Regions from separate parts of the Triticum aestivum genome. Here region 2 is linked to region 1. The links are chromatin contacts, called in public Hi-C maps. All regions are on one chromosome and are shown on one strand. The core of a region is the stretch at or near the end of the contact, and the rest is flanking DNA. Distances in the headings are between cores, read along the strand shown. Region 1 holds the start of LOC123098502 (probable pectinesterase 8). Region 2 holds the start of LOC100415845 (1,2-dihydroxy-3-keto-5-methylthiopentene dioxygenase 2).

Region 1 (3,272 bases), core at 472-2,971:
ATTATGAGTTGTGTGTTTGGGTGACTGAAGTTTGTTCGGAGTCCCGGATGAGATCACGGACATGACGAGGAGTCTCGAAATGGTCGAGAGGTAAAGATTGATATATTGGAAGGTTATATACGGACACCGGAATGGTTCCGAAGAGGTTCAGGGATTTATCGGAGTACCAGGAGGCTATCGGAACCCCCGGGAAAGTTAATGGGCTTTATGGGCCATAGTGGAGAGAGGGAGGAAGGCCACGGGAGGTGGCGCGCGCCTCCCCCTGCCCAATCCGAATTGGACAAGGGGTGGGGGCGCGGCCCCCCTTTCCTTCTCCCTCTCCCCCCTTTCCCCTTTCCCCCTCTCCGTTGGAAGGAAGGGGGGCGAATCCTACTAGGAGTGGAGTCCTAGTAGGACCCCCCCTTGGCGCGCCTCCTCCTCCCCTCCTTTATATACGGGGGCGGGGGGCACCCCAAAGGCACAACAGTTATTCTCTTAGCCATGTGCGGTGCCCCCCTCCACAGTTTACTCCTCCGGTCATAGCGTCGTAGTGCTTAGGCGAAGCCCTGCGCGGATCACATTACCATCACCGTCACCACGCCGTCGTGCTAACGGAACTCTCCCTCGACCCTCTACTGGATCAAGAGTTCAAGGGACGTCATCGAGCTGAACGTGTGCTGAACATGGAGGTGCCGTACGTTCGGTACTTGGATCAGTTGGATCGTGAAGATGCTCAACTACATCAACCACGTTAACCTAACGCTTTCGGTCTACGAGGGTACTTGGACACACTCTCCCCGTCTCGTTGCTATGTATCTCCTAGATAGATCTTGCGTGATCGTAGGAATTTTTTTAAAATTGCATGCTACGTTCCCCAACAGAACCACACTTCATGGTGGATGAAGAAATGCAAATTTGCCCCTTGAGTCCTAACTCGGCATCAAAGAAGTGCTATGTCAATGATGGATGTGGGGAAAGCGACGTCGAAGAAATAGCACCAATGAAGCCCTTCTCTGGCGACGAAGAAATCAGTTGCGGCGCTAGGGTTTGAGAGTAGAGCTCGAGAGCTAGAGCGATACGAGCCCGAAAGCAGTCAAAAGAAGGACTACGACGAGAGGGGTATTTATAACCCAAGGTATGAAGAGGTGGCCTACCTCTCCATTCTGTGGGTGGAAATTGGTTTGGCCGTTCGCATTCAAGAAACACGTGTCAGAAAATACTTATCCAAGCGATGAGCTCGGAACAGTGATTAATGTGGCATCTGCCAATAGTTGAACATTTAAAGTTTATTTGCAATTTCTTCACCGACAAGAACATGACGAAGAATTATTCCTATAAAGGATGTTGGAGTACCCGCCTCCCCGGAGCCTCCACGGGCGAGAGTGCCCTCAGCATCGTCCGTTACACCAGGGCCTTGCGCGGCTGGCTCCATGCTGCGCTCTGCGCCGCCCGATCTCCGCGGCCGCCCCACGCAGCCCGTTAGAAAGCTTTATCACAATTTATATAAAAAAATCACATTATATTTTTGGCACACAATTACTATTTTTTACAGTGTATACAACATTATTAGAAACTTCATTTTTTAGAAATATTATTAGAAACTTCATGACGCACTGAATACAATTATAAGGTCCGAAAAGTTCATTTCGGCCACAAAGGCGACTGTAGCCCGTTAATTATTCGGCCCAGTAGCCGAAATTACCTAAAGGGGAACAAGCAAACCATGGTCGTAGCCCACGTACAAAATGGGCCCCCCTAAGGCGCTCGAAGTCCGAGCAGCAGCCCAGCCTACCGCTGCTCCGCCTCACTGTCGGCGGCGTGCTGAGGAAAGCTGCCGGCGGTGTTTGTTGCCGCAGCGGCCATGAGGTGATGACGGCGACGCACGGCACGTAAGCTGCACTCGCTGTCATCCTTTCTGTTCGGCGCCGAGCGCCTCGATCCCGCGCGTCTCTTCCGAAGAAGATGACGACGATGCGGCAACTTGAGGCGCGTCGCCACGTTCGCCATCGCCTTTCGAGTGAATCGAGGGGCAGGAGCACCAAGCCCACGCAGGGCGACCGGTGATGGAGAACGCGGGCATCGTCTTCCTTAATTTTCGGCATGAGAAGTTGAGGGCGGCGCGCGCGGCATGGAGAACGCGGGCGTCGTCTTCCTTGATTTTCGGCTGCTCCAACGCACGCGGCGGCGCAAGTGAGCATCCCGAGCCCTCTACTGTTGGGGATTTTCTTAAGGTTCGGGGTTAGAGAGAAATCTATGGCTAGGGTTCCTAAATTGGGGAAAACTTGTACGGTTTTCAGTTTGCAATTCCCCTCCTACTCAATTGTTACGAGCCGTGACTAATAACCAGAAAAACAGTAGGAGCTAATTTCAAGCACTCGGGATTGAAGAGAAGGCAATGAACGATACATGTTCAACACTTAATCATGAAGATTAGGCCTATCGCTTAAGAAAATAGCATCAAGGTAGGCCTGATTAGTATTCTCAAGAGAGATCAAGGGGCTCATGATACCAATGATAGAAATAATACTTTAGTGTTAATTTAACATAAATAGAATCTTGACCTCATGATTAGAACACGCTAAACAGAGCGGAAGCATGTGTACCTGAGATGGGCGTAGCTGTTGGAGGCGAAAACTAGGGAGAATGAAATCAGATTGTTAACTTAATTTATTTCAGGGATGTACATTGACAGGAAGTGCCCATTCACAGGAACTGTTTTATCAGAGGCAGAATTAATGCTGGAACATGCCACAATGCGAAGATGAATAGGACTGTCATTGTCCGCAGGAACTGTCTCCATTTTGTAGAAATATCAGAGGTAAGTGACACACTGGAGGACTTCAGGGCTATCTCTCATTCTTCTTACCTGCTGTGGCATCTAACTTGGAAGTGAACCCTCTGCCTTGTAGGTATGAGAAGAGGCACCCCAGCATTTCTCCTCACATTTCTCCTTTCTTCCGGGTCAAGGAAGGAGACCATGTCATCATTGGCCAGTGCAGGTATTGCTTTCTAGCTGATGTACTTCCTCCATTCTAATGAACAAGGTGCTCACACATCCCAAAATTTAACTTTGACCGTAAATTAGACCAACCAAATATGGGCTATATGTAATAAAAATTATACCGTTGAATTTGTATTGGAAAGAAGTGTTCAATGGTATAATTTGTAAGATACAAAAAAATCAAATTATTGATGTAATTTACGGTCAAAGTTGATTTTTCGGAAGTGTGTGCCTTATTCATTGGGATGGAGGGAGTATTGTCTGGTTCTTTATGATTTCAATTCTGTTGGCC
Region 2 (3,272 bases), core at 216-2,715, 290 kb before region 1:
GATTTGAGCAGCAAATGATTTGAGCAGCAAATGCACAGACCTGAAAGTTTGGCAAGAGGAATGAACTCTTTGGGCTCACGGTGGTGAGGGAGCCTCTGGTCCTCTTCACTGTCATCCATGTACCATGCTTGGATGACCTCCTCCTTGCCATCCTAAGTAAGCAATGGCCATGCAAAAGATATTGTATTATAGTTATGCAGGAAGCTAATTATAACATGAATTAGCTTTAAGCATCTACAATGGTTTACATGGATCTTCCTTCAGCATAACTAGCTGCAGAAGTCTACAGATCATAAATTTTTACTCCTGTAAAATAGCCTTGCCATTTGGCTGGGGGAGGGGTAACACATAGATAGATACAGAGGATTTGGCGTGTGGTACAGGTCTACATTCTTACAGACCATGTGATTTACAACTTCTCTTCTGACTATGCAGTGGTAGCCGCAGCCTCAGCAATAATGGAATTTCTCGTAACAGCAGCCGACTTAGTTGCAAAATCAACGTAATTTACAACGCACTAGACAGATTGACATTTGACAAGCTTCATCCTGCCCCTGGAACAACAACTCTACAACAAGTGGATGTAAGGGGAAATGGCTAAACCAGTATTCATACAGTTGTTGTATGAGACTACATCAAGCACCCAAGTGCCAGCAAGTTTGAAGAGGCCTTTTCTACTTACTTACTATTATCACCAGAAGAAGGGTGGAAAGATTTGTATGTGACAGTGATAGTGCAGAACTCTCTAATAAACAAGGAGTATTACCATCAATGATCATTTCATGCTACAAAAAGTATGACTATTTAAAGCAGGTTTGCTAAAAGCTTTACGTTCACATTACTGAAGGTTTTTCCATCTCAATATGTCCATCTGTGATCTGTGGGTACTGGTATACTCCAACAGGGGAATGGAAGACAGATGAGCAACTCATGCTACACATCTGAAATCTCCCAGTTTCAAATCTGAGCCGGAAAACCGATTAATTGAAGTTGCATACATCTAATCTAGCAATCTAAAGTGTACACTCCAACATGTATGGTCTCCATCCTAAAATCTGCTGACCCCCAATCTCTGGAGGGAGGAAATCCCAATCCCACCTTCTTCCTGCGTTCGACTATGCGTAGGCTTCAATCGCCTATTCCTACCCAAACCCTCGTGCTGAGCAGATCAAAATCAAGGAAAACCTTCACGAATCGCGCCTCGAAACGAAGGAATCTTCCGCTTTCTAGACGCAGCGACCCCTCTAAATCCTAGGGCAGAAACAGGAGCGCGAAGTTGGACTGGGAAGGAGGGATCCCCGTACCTGGAACTCGTTCTCCATGGCGGCGGCCTCTTGCAGTCTCAAGCGCCCTGCTCTCTCTGCCTTCCTTCCTCTCCCTGGAAAACCTCGAAGCTGGAGAAACAGGGGAGGTGGATGTGCGTTTCTTATGAACCGCTTTGGCTTAACGCGACTCTGGGCTTTTGCGGATAAGGACACTGAGATTTGCTCAATTTCGATGTAGGCCCCTGCTATGTATTTTTTTCTCTGCGGTCAATATTTTCGGCCTTATTATTTCGGGTGTTATTTCGATGAAGAAAAGTGAAACGCGGCTTCTTGTTCTAGGTCTTGGTCGGTTTTTCCGTCTGTGTGTGTGGTAAACTTCTTGGAGCCATCTTCAACGATTGATTTTCATTGTGTTCTTTTGTCAAGAAAAGAAAAGGTTGTCTGCAAGATTCTTCTTCAAAATATCCGGTTTGCAAGGATTTTCCCTGATCAAGGTTGTAATTCTCGGCTACCGGCGGGTTGGATGCGAAATTTGCCATGTCCCCGTAAAATATTCTCCCGCTGCATGAAACGTGATGGCATGGGCAGTGTGGGCTGGCCTATTGTCCGGTTCGATGCACGTGGACATTTTTTTTCACGTTGGACAGGATGAACCGCTCAAAGGGTACACGTCATCTAGCCGCATGCATGGACGCCATGCTGCATGCCTCCTTGTACTTGTACTGGTGCGGTGATGCCTCGTGCTCTAGTCATTTCCCACTAATTTAATTCGGTGTCGGGCTTATCTACACCGATGAATTGTAAAAATAAAATAAAATAGTAGAAAAAGTAAAAAGAATCTGATCATTTTTTATGCAAGATGCTCAAATGTGTGGTGTTTGCCATATTTTTTGGAGTGTTTGGACATTCGAGGTGCTCGTAGCAAAAAGATAAAATTGGGTGTGAACAATGATGTTTTCAAAATTTCTCAAATATTCGATTTTTTTTGTCACAAGCTCGTCGAATGTCCAAATTTTGCACGGACATCGCGCACATGAACATCTTGCACCACAAAATAATTTGGAATTTTTTTGCTATTTAAAATGGATTACTATTCACACTCGGGCTCATTTGAGCCCGGTGTTGAATAATCGCATCAGTCATCTCCTCCCTCTGCATACTAGTAAGGTACATGTGCATTGCGCGCATGAGATTTGGCAACCAAATTATGAATAAATACCACACTATAGCATGTAAGTTTTGAGTTATATATGCATGATGTAGATGTTCGTTTAATTATTATAGTTCATCTCATTCAAAGTTAATCTATTTTAAGATTCATGGAATTGTGCATTGTAAAGCATAAAATAAAAACAAATAATGGCAATTCATTTAGAAAAAAAAGTTTGGGCAATTATGACACGGAAGATTCTACAACAAAGGAGAAGTGCTTGTGTTTTGAGGTTTGTGCATTATGCTTAAGTTCAACCATGGAGTCTTCTTGATTATACATGTGACAAAATCTGGTGGAATGTAGATGGCATCCAGTTGCCGATAGTGCTCAGATTTGCCATCTCTGCACTGTCGGATTGGCTTCATCCAACGACTATCTTTTAAAGTTATTCGCACATTATATAGGGGTATAGATCTGCAATTCGTTTTATACGCTTTGTTGTGTTTGCAGGGGCGGATAGAGGAGGGACCCTCCCAATAATTTTCATCGGCGCTTTGTGGTTAGGGTTGCTTGATTTGAAGCAACCGAGTGGCTTATGCGGATTTTATACAGTTGGCATCGATCATACAATATATATTACCACATAAGATCTAAATACCGTACACATAAAAATACTGGTATACTAACATCGCATGCATAATCAAGTAAAGATAATAAAAGAAAATATATATACTACAGCGAATTATAGTAAGGAGCTTCAAATGTAATTAATGAAAGTTAAAGTGCAAACGATCGGTCAAGAGTAACCCACTGACCTCATATTGTCGAAATAAATAAATGATGGGCCTGTCGCC

What was found. Hi-C and Micro-C count contacts between places; a contact is called where the count stands out from the background.
Region 2: a contact with region 1 is called in a Hi-C map of leaf, with 6 times the contacts expected there. The contact joins the promoter of LOC100415845 here to the promoter of LOC123098502 in region 1. A contact is called at or near these places in 3 of 5 Hi-C or Micro-C datasets (all in leaf).

Annotation. Positions count from the first base shown.
Region 1 is chr4D:447,545,065-447,548,336 of IWGSC CS RefSeq v2.1, reverse strand. It overlaps LOC123098502 (probable pectinesterase 8), which reads left to right and starts at 1,721. Exons shown (of 5, transcript XM_044520514.1): 1 at 1,721-2,169; 2 at 2,889-2,978. The coding sequence starts at 2,108.
Region 2 is chr4D:447,833,157-447,836,428 of IWGSC CS RefSeq v2.1, reverse strand. It overlaps LOC100415845 (1,2-dihydroxy-3-keto-5-methylthiopentene dioxygenase 2), which reads right to left and starts at 1,465. Exons shown (of 9, transcript XM_044520516.1): 1 at 1,305-1,465; 2 at 41-152. The coding sequence starts at 1,322.